2 separate regions of the Mus musculus genome follow, and region 2 is linked to region 1. A link is a contact called in public HiChIP or PLAC-seq data. All regions are on one chromosome and are shown on one strand. The core of a region is the stretch at or near the end of the contact, and the rest is flanking DNA. Distances in the headings are between cores, read along the strand shown.

Region 1 (5,614 bases), core at 1,224-3,723:
GAGTTCAGTCAGACATTTATAAGACTTGACTGAGCCCTAAACACAGTCTGCTGATCCAATCTACATCCATTTGGAGTTGAATGAGTCCTTAGCCCTTGATAACCCTGTGTTCTCTGTCCAAGTCAGGAAAAAAAATGATCTCCTTTACTGAGGTTTGTCCTTATTAATTATCATAAACAATGGCTTTTAGATTTACTCACTGTGCTCATGTTGATGCAAATATTAAGTTTTATATATAACTACATACACAAATGATATATCAGAAATATCACCTGAATCTATTAACATACTGAATAGAAATAATAATAGAACAAAATAAGCTTTGCCAAGAGATTTTAGACAAATCAAAAACAATATACACAGAAAAGTATGCTATAAGATAGAGAATCCAAAGACGAAGAGTAACAAATAAATTGGGAACTTAGAGAGGGTTTGCAGTAATCAGGACAAAAAACATTTCATGAAGAATCAGCTGCTGGGCTGTGACTCACAAGCAAACATAAAGAATATCAAAAAAGAAATCTGTGATGTAACCGAAGTCAAGAAGAACTAGGATACATGGTATGGTACAATGGATCACATCTGTCCCTGCCAATAGAAAGTATTCACTTTGTAAAACAGTTACAAAGAGAAGCCTTTATTCTGTAGATGCTGAAGACTGATCATACAATTTCCCTTAGCTGCACGCATGGTTGTACAGGTTGAAGACTATTTGCCAGCCTCTCTTACACATGGGCCGGAAGACTGGAAGTGCTTCCTGGAACATGACAGTGTAGGCTGAGAAAGCTGGCAGAAGAGAGGACCATCAGGCTGATGCTCTTGGGACTATTTACGCATGTACTTCCTCAAATATAAACTCCTTCTATTTCATTTAGCCAGTTAGGTTTTTGGGTTTTTTGTTTTGTTTTGTTTTGTTTTGTTTTGTTTTGTTTTGTTTTTTTGGTTTTTCGAGACAGGGTTTCTCTGTATAGCCCTGGCTGTCCTGGAACTCACTCTGTAGACCAGGCTGGCCTCGAACTCAGAAATCCACCTGCCCCTGCCTCCCGAGTGCTGGGATTAAAGGCGTGCGCCACCATGCCCGGCTTTTTGTTCTTGTTTGTTTGTTTGTTTGTTTGTTTGTTTTTCGAGACAGGGTTTCTCTGTGTAGCTCTGGCTGTCCTGGAACTCACTTTTTAGACCAGGCTGGCCTTGAACTCAGGAATCCACCTGCCTCTGCCTCCCGAGTGCTGGGATTAAAGGCGTGTGCCACCACGCCCGGCCATTTAGCCAGTTAGTATTCTGAACTCTCTAACATAAGACATCAGCCTATGGACTGAGCCATTGCTTTCTTATAACCACTGTGATTGGAGCACATCTTAGGACAGCTAATGACTGAGTTATAAGTCCCAAAGTGAGTTATAAATGATACATACACTACTGAGTTACACAGTTCTGTCTTCTCTGTCTTCTTTAAAATAAGAACCCTCTGGGTTAATGCCATTTGGCAGGACCATATTGACTAAGGCTAAGAGTGGGGACTGCAGGATTGACAAGAAAGTGTGAAGAAGGCATTCCTGAGAGAGTACTAGTAGTAGAACAGCAGGAGAGAGAGAGGGAGGGTGAGAGAGAGAGAGAGAGAGAGAGAGAGAGCGCAATGCATGCCATCAGTCAAAACTTCATATGATTTGGACTTATTCTGGATAAGTAGCAGGGAGGCAATTAGATAGATAAAAGTGTCACTCCAAAGGAAGGAGACTTTGAAGGACAATTGTGCCTGGAGATATTGAATCACATGCATGAGGATCTGGCTTTCTCAAAGGGGGAGTAAGCTGAGACTCAACCACAGGATGAAAAAGAGATGCTGGGTAACAACGTGTAGAGCAGGGAATCAGAGTGCCGCGTTGGTACGTAGATCAATAGTCTGCGTTGCTCTTCCTTGTTGGTAAAATGGAACTAATGATGCGTACAAAGTGAAAAATCGGCATAGAGAAGAGAGGAAATTTGTGTCTGGTACATGGCACTCTGTGCCTGCCACTTTTGAGGCTCCCATGAATGTACAGAAGCCTGCAATTACCATCTGAAAATGGAAAATAAAAGAACATTCAAGGTGATGGGGGAGATTCCTCTGTATACATTTCTGGGGGGATGCTTGGATGAGAACTCTGTTCACAGTAAAGGAAGATGCACTTTTAAATCCCAGGATGATAAGAACGTGGGTGACTGGAGCAACATGGCAGCTGGCGGTATTTTCTTTTAAAAGGAGGCGGGCTCTCTTGTCGTGGAAGATTCAGTAGCTTATTTATTTCTCATTTCTTTACCTCCTTTGACGCGTCTGAAGGAATAGGAGTTCAGACAAAGAGAAGCTGTTGTAGCATCCTGTTTAAGATTCTCTTCATGAGATTTGGTCCTCAGCCCATTTTCTGTCAGACTTCCTGAAATGGGAGAGCAACGCATAAAAATTCTCGGGCTGCACAGTGTATTCTCCTAAGAGGCAGACTGGAATTTACAGCTGCCCGTAGACTTCTCCACCTGCATGTCCTGCGGGCATCCCGGAGTCAGTACATCCCAAAGCAAATGAATTACCCGTCCACACTCACTCTCCTCCAGCCTTCTATCTGGGTTAACACTATTGCCAGCTTACCAGGTACAAAATGTAGAAATACTGGTTCTTTTCTTTTCTCTTCTTTTCTTTTCTTTTTTTTTTCCCCCATTTTTTTGTAGTTTTATTTATTTTTAATTTATTTTTATTAGATATTTTCTTTATATACCTTTCAAATGCTATCCCGAATGTTCCCTATACTCTCCCTCTGCCCTGCTCCCCCACCCACTCCCACTTCTTGGCCCTGGTTGTTCCCCTGTACTGAGGCATATAAAGTTTGCTAGACCAATGGGCCTCTCTTCCCAATGATGACCGACTAGGCCATCTTTTGATATATATGCAGCTAGAGTCAAGAGCTCCAGGGTACTGGGTAGTTCATATTGTTGTTCCACCTATAGGGTCGCAGATCCCTTTAGCTCCTGAGGTTCCTTTCTTTTCTATCACGGAACCCCTTGCAGAGATTCACACAATAGTAGTCTACTCTGTTTTATGCACCCTGTTCCTTGACTTCCATTTTCCTGGTGAGGATCTTTCTCCCTCTATACAAGCCCAGGAAAGGTCTGTCTGCACTTTACCCAGAGTTCTCAGAGTTGAACCTCTAGAGGCCTCTGTTTCCTTAGACCACACTAAAGCATGCCTTGTCCTCAGGGACTGGCACAATGGTGGCACCTGCTCTCCTGAGCTCCATCCCTGTTGCTTGGATAAAATAGTGGAAGTTCTGAGTCATGCATGTGTCACTTCCTTTTCTGGAAACACTCCAGCAGCTCAGCATTGGGAATCCACAGAACGAAGGCTCAAATCCACGTTTCACCCCACTTCTGTTCCCCGGATGTTCGCTCCAGTGTGCTGTGCTGTGCTGTGCAGTCATTCACACCGATCCACAGGTCATATCCTCAAAACCTTGTTCGTTTACTGAAATCTCAGAGCCTTGGCTCTCAGAACGCTTAAGTAAGCTCTACCCCTCCTTCAATTCTGCTCAAGGACCATTTCCAGGGTGGAACTGCCCCAGCTTCTATTCTCCTCCGCTTGCTCAGGAGGGCCACGCTAGCTGTGCACTCCTTCATTTATATTTCCTAGTGTTACCACAAGTGTCTCTAACTCAGATTTTATAACCTTTATAACAGACATCATCTCTAATTGCCTTCTCAGAGTCTCAAGGGTGTTTTGAATTTCCTGTTAACCAATCTAAAAATAATCTCTTAATTTTTTTTTTACTTTAAAACTTGTGATTTTTACCCCCCCCCAAAAAGGTTTTAAAGGTTCCCAAAGACATAGTTAACAGATTTCCCCCATTCTTCCCAAACAGAGAACTCCCTCAACTTTATAGCATTAAATGCACTTTGGAAAGTTCCTTGCAGTTTTATTATTCCAGGTGCACTGCTACCATAAGAGGCCTTTGTGGTCCATGGCTATAAATGTCATTTGTTCCCATTAAGCAAATGTATTATATAGAAGATGATTGTCTAAATTTATGGTGACTATTCTAGAGGGCACTAAATCGGGAAATATATCAAAATACCTATTTTAAAAAGTCAATCCCCATAATTTGAAGACTGGTGCCCCCCCCCCAAGCTCAATATAATATAAGCATGTTATATGACTGTGAGATCCATCAAAAGAGATGCAAGCAAGCAAACTTGGCAGCTATCAAAAAAAAAAAGCAAATAAAATGCAGAGCTTTGTCAATTACTTGGTTATCATAAGTGAAATCTGAAGAAGTGATTTATTGATGTTTCATCCTATATAAGTCCATATTCTTTCTCTCCCTTCATCTCTTTTCCTCTAGAGAACAAGAGTCTCTCTTCATTGCCCTGGCTTGCCTTGAACTCTTGGGCTTAAGTGATCTTCCAGCCTCTCCCCTCCATGAAGTTGAGATTACAGCATGGAGCGATTGTCCAAGTCTTTTTCCTTTTTAAATTAACAACAAAGGAAAGCACTGAGAAGATAAATGAACAGAAGTGATTTATTATATCAAATGTGCTTAGCAAAAATAGGAACTTGAAATAAGTAAAGGCATCCTGTCTCTTTTCAGTGGAAATGGAGTTTACATATTAGTTCCTGAGTTTGAAAATAATTTAGTGCCCTCTAAATTTAGTAATATTGTATTCAATCCTTTAAGAGAGAGGTCTGTAGACTTCATTTTATACTTTGCAACGCACCGCATTGCCACCCTTGCACAGTGCCAAAATTAAGGTGGAGGAGCCATTTTGACCTTGATCACATGGGACATATGGAGACCACATGGGACATATGGCAGCCTCATAAAACCTGTTCTGCTTTGGGCCATTGACCCTTAGCTAGGAAGACTTGAAACAAGAATAATGCCCCCTTGAGGGTGAGTATGTAGGGATGTGTGTGTGTGTGTGTGTGTGTGTGTGTGTGTGTGTGTGTGTGGTATCTTTTGTCCCTCACCCATGGGCTGACCTAAGGCTCTGACTTTTCAGTCTCTCTTCTTTCTGTAGCTGAATGGTGAGAGTAGCTATGCCAAGTACTAAGCTGGACAGTGCTACTGACACGTTGGCCAGTGGGAGCCTGTAAAGAAGTGAAGGAGGAGGGTGCAGTCTGGGGACAGGGATGCCTGCAATGGTGGAGGACACAGAGACAGAAGCAGGCACAAGACCAACACTCCAATTTCTTTAACTCCAAAGAGTCAGCATCTATGGCTGCATCTAGGACCCTCACTTGCTCATGGTGCTGCCTCCAGAGTTCTGAGGCCTCGCCCCATCTGGAAACATAAGAAAGCTCCAGAAAGTCTCAAAGCATGGGGGCTTCAAACCCGTCTACAGTGCCCACTGTGGCTGGGCTCTCACAGGAAGCCACCCTCACCCCAGACATGCTCCTCCTGCTTTTGTTGTGTCAGGTGAGCACTTGCGGATGCCCTCAATGGTGTGCTTCAACTTGAACCCAATATTTTACTCCAGGCATCCATGAAGATAGTGATGGTATGGCAGAGGATCTTGATAAACATGCCTTGAGACGGTGGGCTGCATTATTTCCAATCATGGAGGCCTCCCCCACACCCATGCGTGCTCTTCT
Region 2 (5,614 bases), core at 797-3,296, 180 kb after region 1:
AAGCCTGCAAAGTCAACATTTTGAAGGTGCAAGCAGGAAGGTTAAAAGTTCAAGATTAGCTTGGATTACAATAGTGAATTGGAGGTCAGCTTGGGCTACCCAGGATCCCATCTCAAATAAACAAATGGATTCAAATGAACTGATATTCTACTAGGACATATAGAAATTCTCAGAATGGATACAGAAGGAATGAGCAAAGGAAATGAGCACGTTTGAGGTAAGCTGGGAACGAAGTCAGCTTTAGTTCAGAGACTATCAATCAAATCTTGGCCATGTAGAATTCCTGCTTGAACAGCTATGCATCCAGCCACTGTAAGAAGACAACGTCAAAAATCAGTTCTCAAGGAGGAGTCTAATAGAAGACAGGATCCCAAGAGGAATAGTCCCTATGTAAGAGTAGGTGAGCAATAAACTCTTTTCATATAAGAGGCCACTAAGAAAACATGCTTGTCTTGGACTTAAGAGGCCAATAAGGAAGAAAAAGTCTCCCTTGAGAGTATATAATGAAGTATTTTCATTACAGGTTCCAATTCAATCTATCGGTGCAATAGAATAAACCTCAACTACATAACTTAATTTGACCCTAAGTTTGATGGTGTCTTGCAGCAAAGTTGCAGAGTCAAATGCTAATATTCTCTAGCAAAACTCGATTTTAACTCCAGCAGTGAAATTTCTCTATATTTATAACCCTGGAAAAGTGAATTCAGAGTTAAAAACCCCAACACAGATGAAATTAGGCACTGTAAACAAACGTGGCTGCTTTTGAACAAAGAGCACAAACAGATAAATAGTTTTAGTACAAAATTTAAATTAAACAGGTGTAGACTAAATATATTTAACATTCAAGTAATAAGAAAATGGCTTTAAAAGAAGACAAAAGAGAATACAAGTATGTCATTGTAAATAAAATTGTAACATAAAAATATTGAGTAGTGAATAAAATGTGTCATACTGATTTATTTTCTTTTGTATGAGAAAGGGTCTTCCATAATCTGGGTTGGCTTCTAATTGCCTATGTTGCCAAAGCTCACACTCCTAATCCTCCTGTCTCAATTCTCCCACTTAGGGGATTACAGGTGTGTGGTGTTATAATCCACCAGATAGTCTAAGAAGGGATCATTTTCCCCAAAACACAGAAGCATTTAGTGTACGAATTTTTATGAAAGGCATTTTTAAGATAGAAACGGGGCGGTGATACACTTGTTATACCACCAGTGAACATTTGCTAGGGTTATTAAAAAAGCCTGCCCAGAACTATAAACATTAACCCAGCTACTTACCCAACATAAATTTAAATCATTGTTAGTATATGCCAGCAATGCATTAAATCACTATAATTTATGGTTGGTTGTTATTTATTCATCTATTTATTTACTTTATTGCGGATGCATTTGAACAGTTGTTTTACAATGAACACAAGATACACCGCAAAACATAACTGGCTACTGAATACTATTTTGGGTGTCTTTTAATTTGGGAAATGCACATTCGCTCCAGTCTCACTATAAATTATCTTAACGTTGCAGGGACACCAATCACTTGTCCCATTTATTTATCAGGAGTGAATAATGAAGATAAATTCCAGCAGCGAGTTCTGTTCTAAACAACCTGAATTTTCCGAACTTAGCCGATTATTCTAGCGTTTGGAATCTTTGCTATTTGCCTAGCACAGCCAGAAATCCATGACTCACAAACGGCGGGCTTAGAATCACCGCCCAGAACAGGTGAAAAGTTGTTCCTAGTTGTGTCAGGCAGGCGCATACAACTCCCGTCATCCCCCATGTAAGAAATCAACAAATAAACAGAGGCACCGCATTTCGGATTCTGGCGTGCCCGTTTCGCGCAGGCGTGTGGTTTCTGTAGTTGCCACTCCAAGAGACACCCTCACTAATGGCCACGCTCGGGGAAAAAGAAGACTACATTTCCCAGAATACCGCGGAGATCCGCACCGGCCGGTTGACGTCATCGCTGCAGACAGCCAATAGCAACGGCGGGCGGCAGTGAGGCAAGCGCCGTCAGGCGCCAAAGTGGAGCCTTTTTTTTTTTCCTTTGCTTTTTTTTTTTTTTTTTTCCTTTGCCGGAGTCGAGCGGGTGCTGCTAGCGGAGGCGCCATATTGGAAGGGACAAAACTCCGGCGACAGCGAGTGACACAAATAAACCCCTGGACCCGTTCGTCCCCGCAACAGTCAGGGCCGCGATGTTGTACCTAGAGGACTATTTGGAAAGTGAGTGCGCGGCGCCGGCGACGCGGCGGGCGGGATCGGCGGCGGGCGGGAGCGCGAGTGGCCGGGCGGGCGGGATGGCGGGAGGGAGGGGGAGCGGGGGATGTTTCTTTCTCACGGTAACTGGCAGCCTCGTTGTGAGCCGCCCCCCCTCCCGTACGCACGCACGCACGCACGCACACACGCGTGACGCCAGCGCGTCCCTTCGCCGTTGGCCCCGCCCTCTGACGGACTGTGCCTTTGACAGTGATTGAGCAGCTTCCGATGGACCTACGGGACCGCTTCACGGAGATGCGCGAGATGGATCTGCAGGTGCAGAGTAAGTGGCGCGTCTCCACGGCCCCGCGCAGCCCCGGCCTCCCTCGGGCATCGCCTGGCGGGTCCTCCGCGCTACTTTTTTCAGGCTGTGACAAGGAGGCGGCGGGCACACCGTACCGTTAACACGCGGGGCACAGCAAACACAGTTGTTTGTGTACTGCATGGAGATGACGACACTGCACCGCAGTGGAAACTCGCGTGATTTTCAGAAGGTTTGCACCCGAGCCTGGATGTGGAAACTTGGAGTTCTGCATTCAGACTTAAAAGTTCATTACATTCCGAATTTCTCCAGAGCAAAGACATAGAAGGGCAGGCTAGGGACCCTAGTGAACTCGGAAGGCCGAACTTTGACAAGTTGCATATTAATGGAAGACACTTAGAGCTGTGAACAGCGTGGACACTTTCTCAGCCAGAAATGAGTGAGAGAGATCAGATTTTAAGGAAATCACCCGCTTGCTCTTTAGAAAACTGTAGACGTTTGATAGGCTTCCCTACTGGTTTCTTGTTTTGTAAACACAACCACGTCATTCAGGCTGGTCTCACACTCAATATGTATAATAATCCTAGGCTTGCTCTAATCTCCTCATCTTCCTGCTTCTGTCTGCCTAGTGCTTGGCTTTTCAGGCATTGCTAGCATTGATTTTTTTTTCTGTCAGTGCTTGGCAGCTTTATATGTGACTTATTTCCAAAATGAACCTTGTTCTTTTGAAAAAGCCAGACTGGAAGAGGCTCAAAGGTAACTTGAGTTTGCTAAGGGCTTGTTCTCTTCATTCATGAGCCTCTGCCGCCCCTGCCCCTCATTTCTGTACCTTTTGTCCCTGACTGTACTTTTCTCATCTCAGTCTCTGGGTCATCTCTTGGGGTGCATTGCCCAATAGCCTCTCATAAATCTGTGACTGGAATAGGTGTGCTTTTTCTCTTTGACTTTAAGGTAGTTGCAGTAGTAAACACCTGCCGAAGCACATTCCAGAGGGATTGAGTAGAGTTTGGTGGCAGACAGATTTGGGTTCACTCTTGGACAGGACGACTAGGACAACTCCAGCCTTGCTGCCTGGGGGGCTTGTTTGCTTTTTTTTTTTTTTTTTAAAAACTGACAGTCTTCTGAGGATTTAAACTAATACAGATAATTAGGATGTATAATGCCCATTACAAATAGGTTTAGAATAAAGGATAATTTAAAACATTGTCAATCATTCAATTTTTTTAAAATTCTGGGATAGTTTGGATTTAATCTATTCATATGACAGTGCTTTCAAGTTTACTTACTTTGTAATCCTGGAGTTTTCGGAAACAAAGTGAGTAGGCATTAAAAGTATCAGCATGTCTAAGGTCAGCAAGTAGCTGAAAGTAAATTGTGTTTTAAAAATGAAGATTAACTAGAGCATCTCAGCATCTTTTGTAAAAAGCCATCCTGCTCTGAAGTTGCTTAAATGATAAATATAGTGGGCAATTTTTTCTCCATTTCCATCACAACAAAACCCCTTTTATTTATTTTTTTAGCAGCCATCCACTGAGGTCATTATTTTTGACCTGGGCTTTGGCGAAGCCTTACATAGAGTAAATAGCATGTGTGTTGAGTGAATAAATGGTGAGCAACGGTCACATATATTATCCCTTCCTGTGAGAGGACGTGATGAGGTGCTTGGTGCTATGGAGCAAGTGTTGACTCTGTCATCACTATTTTTATTAAAAGAAGTATGAGACCGTCCCAGGAGTACTGTTAGTAAGCAGCTCTGATTGCCGTAACCAGCTGACTTAATGCCATTAACTTTGATTTCAGTGCGGGTTGTGGCGTAGATCCTTGTCTGTACAATTCACTCTACCTTGATTACTGGAAAATGTTTTGAAATAGCAAAGTCAGTACAGAATATTTCAGCTTTTTAAAAACTAATGTAATGAAGGCACCACTGCTTATAGTACAAAATGTGTATAAGCTAAAACAGAGTTGTCAGATGTCTTTTTTTTTTCCTCAAATCAAAGCAGTTTGGTCGGCTAAGTATGAAATGTTTTATTGTGTCAGATGCAATGGATCAACTAGAACAAAGAGTCAGTGAGTTCTTTATGAATGCAAAGAAGAATAAACCCGAGTGGCGAGAAGAACAGATGGCATCCATCAAAAAAGTAAGTGTGATGCCTTGGATAATTGGCAGTCACATTGGGACCCTCTAGGAGAGATAGTAACATTACGTAGATACCTGGATATGGAGTGAGGGCACTTATGAGGGACTTGGGGGCACTTGGTATATTCTAGACCAGCAGTTCAACTCAAGGGGCAGATGACCTTTTCACAGGGTCACCAAAAGCCATCGGAAAACACATTACGATTCAGAAATAATCTCATGGCCGAGGCTCACCACAGCATGAGGACCTTTGTTAAAGGGTCACAATATTGGGAAGGTAGAGAAGCACTGGTTTAGAGCTTCCTGTAATTCTTGCTGAAGTTTATTTTAGCTAGTGCTGCGGGCCTTAAGGCTGTCCTGCAGATTAGATTACAGATTAGATAAGCTCACTAGTGCTGTGTGTGTGTGGGATCTGGTGTCTTTCTTTAGTGGTGTCTAGGAACACAACTTTCAAAGATTTGGCTTTGGTCCTCACTGCCATGTAGCTGTGTGACCTGGGTCAAGTCTTTTAACATGAGGAAGAATAAGTCCTTACGCCTAACCTTCATATAAAGTTTTCAGGGATATACAGAAACATTAATCTTGGAACTGAAAATTTCAATTGTGTTATTTATTCTTCCATCTGTAAGGAAGATTGTCTGTTAGGAGGGGGTAAACCAGCTTTCCTAAGAGAAGTGGTCCTGGCTTGTAAAAATGCCCAGGTATGAAGGAGGTTAGAGCTTGCGTATGTTAACCTAGAGTTCACTAGCCATCCTTTTCAACTAGAAGTTTTTCATGCAGCACAATTTGAACATACCCCCAAAAGTCTAGTTGTCTGTGGAAACACATAGGGTACTTTTTTCTTTTATGAAAAGAAAATTTTTGGTTTTTAAAAATAATATGGAGAAATATAAATTATAATTTGAGTGGTATTAATTGATAACCTAATTTAAAACTAGAGCTGTCAACCAATTG

What was found. HiChIP or PLAC-seq counts read pairs in DNA pulled down with a chosen protein or histone mark.
Region 2: a FOXA1 HiChIP or PLAC-seq map of pancreatic cancer cells shows a contact between it and region 1. The contact joins the promoter of Ing3 here to the enhancer-like site in region 1. A contact is called at or near these places in 3 of 39 promoter capture datasets (cranial neural crest and liver), 2 of 115 datasets of contacts at active chromatin or transcription factors (pancreatic cancer cells and stem cell-derived neural progenitor cells) and 1 of 9 other capture datasets (adipose tissue).

What each region holds. Positions count from the first base shown.
Region 1 is chr6:21,765,653-21,771,266 of GRCm38.p6, forward strand. No RefSeq gene overlaps it. Among named protein-coding and RNA genes, the nearest start is that of Gm30270, 84 kb to the right of the region's middle. Within about 2 kb of position 2,474, at least 28 of the 459 cell types and tissues checked have an H3K27ac peak or open chromatin away from gene starts, as enhancers often do. A contact at or near this core is called in adipose tissue, pancreatic cancer cells and stem cell-derived neural progenitor cells, where this site is marked.
Region 2 is chr6:21,947,569-21,953,182 of GRCm38.p6, forward strand. Ing3 (inhibitor of growth family, member 3) reads left to right here and starts at 2,047. Exons shown (of 12, transcript NM_023626.4): 1 at 2,047-2,225; 2 at 2,470-2,541; 3 at 4,561-4,661. The coding sequence starts at 2,198.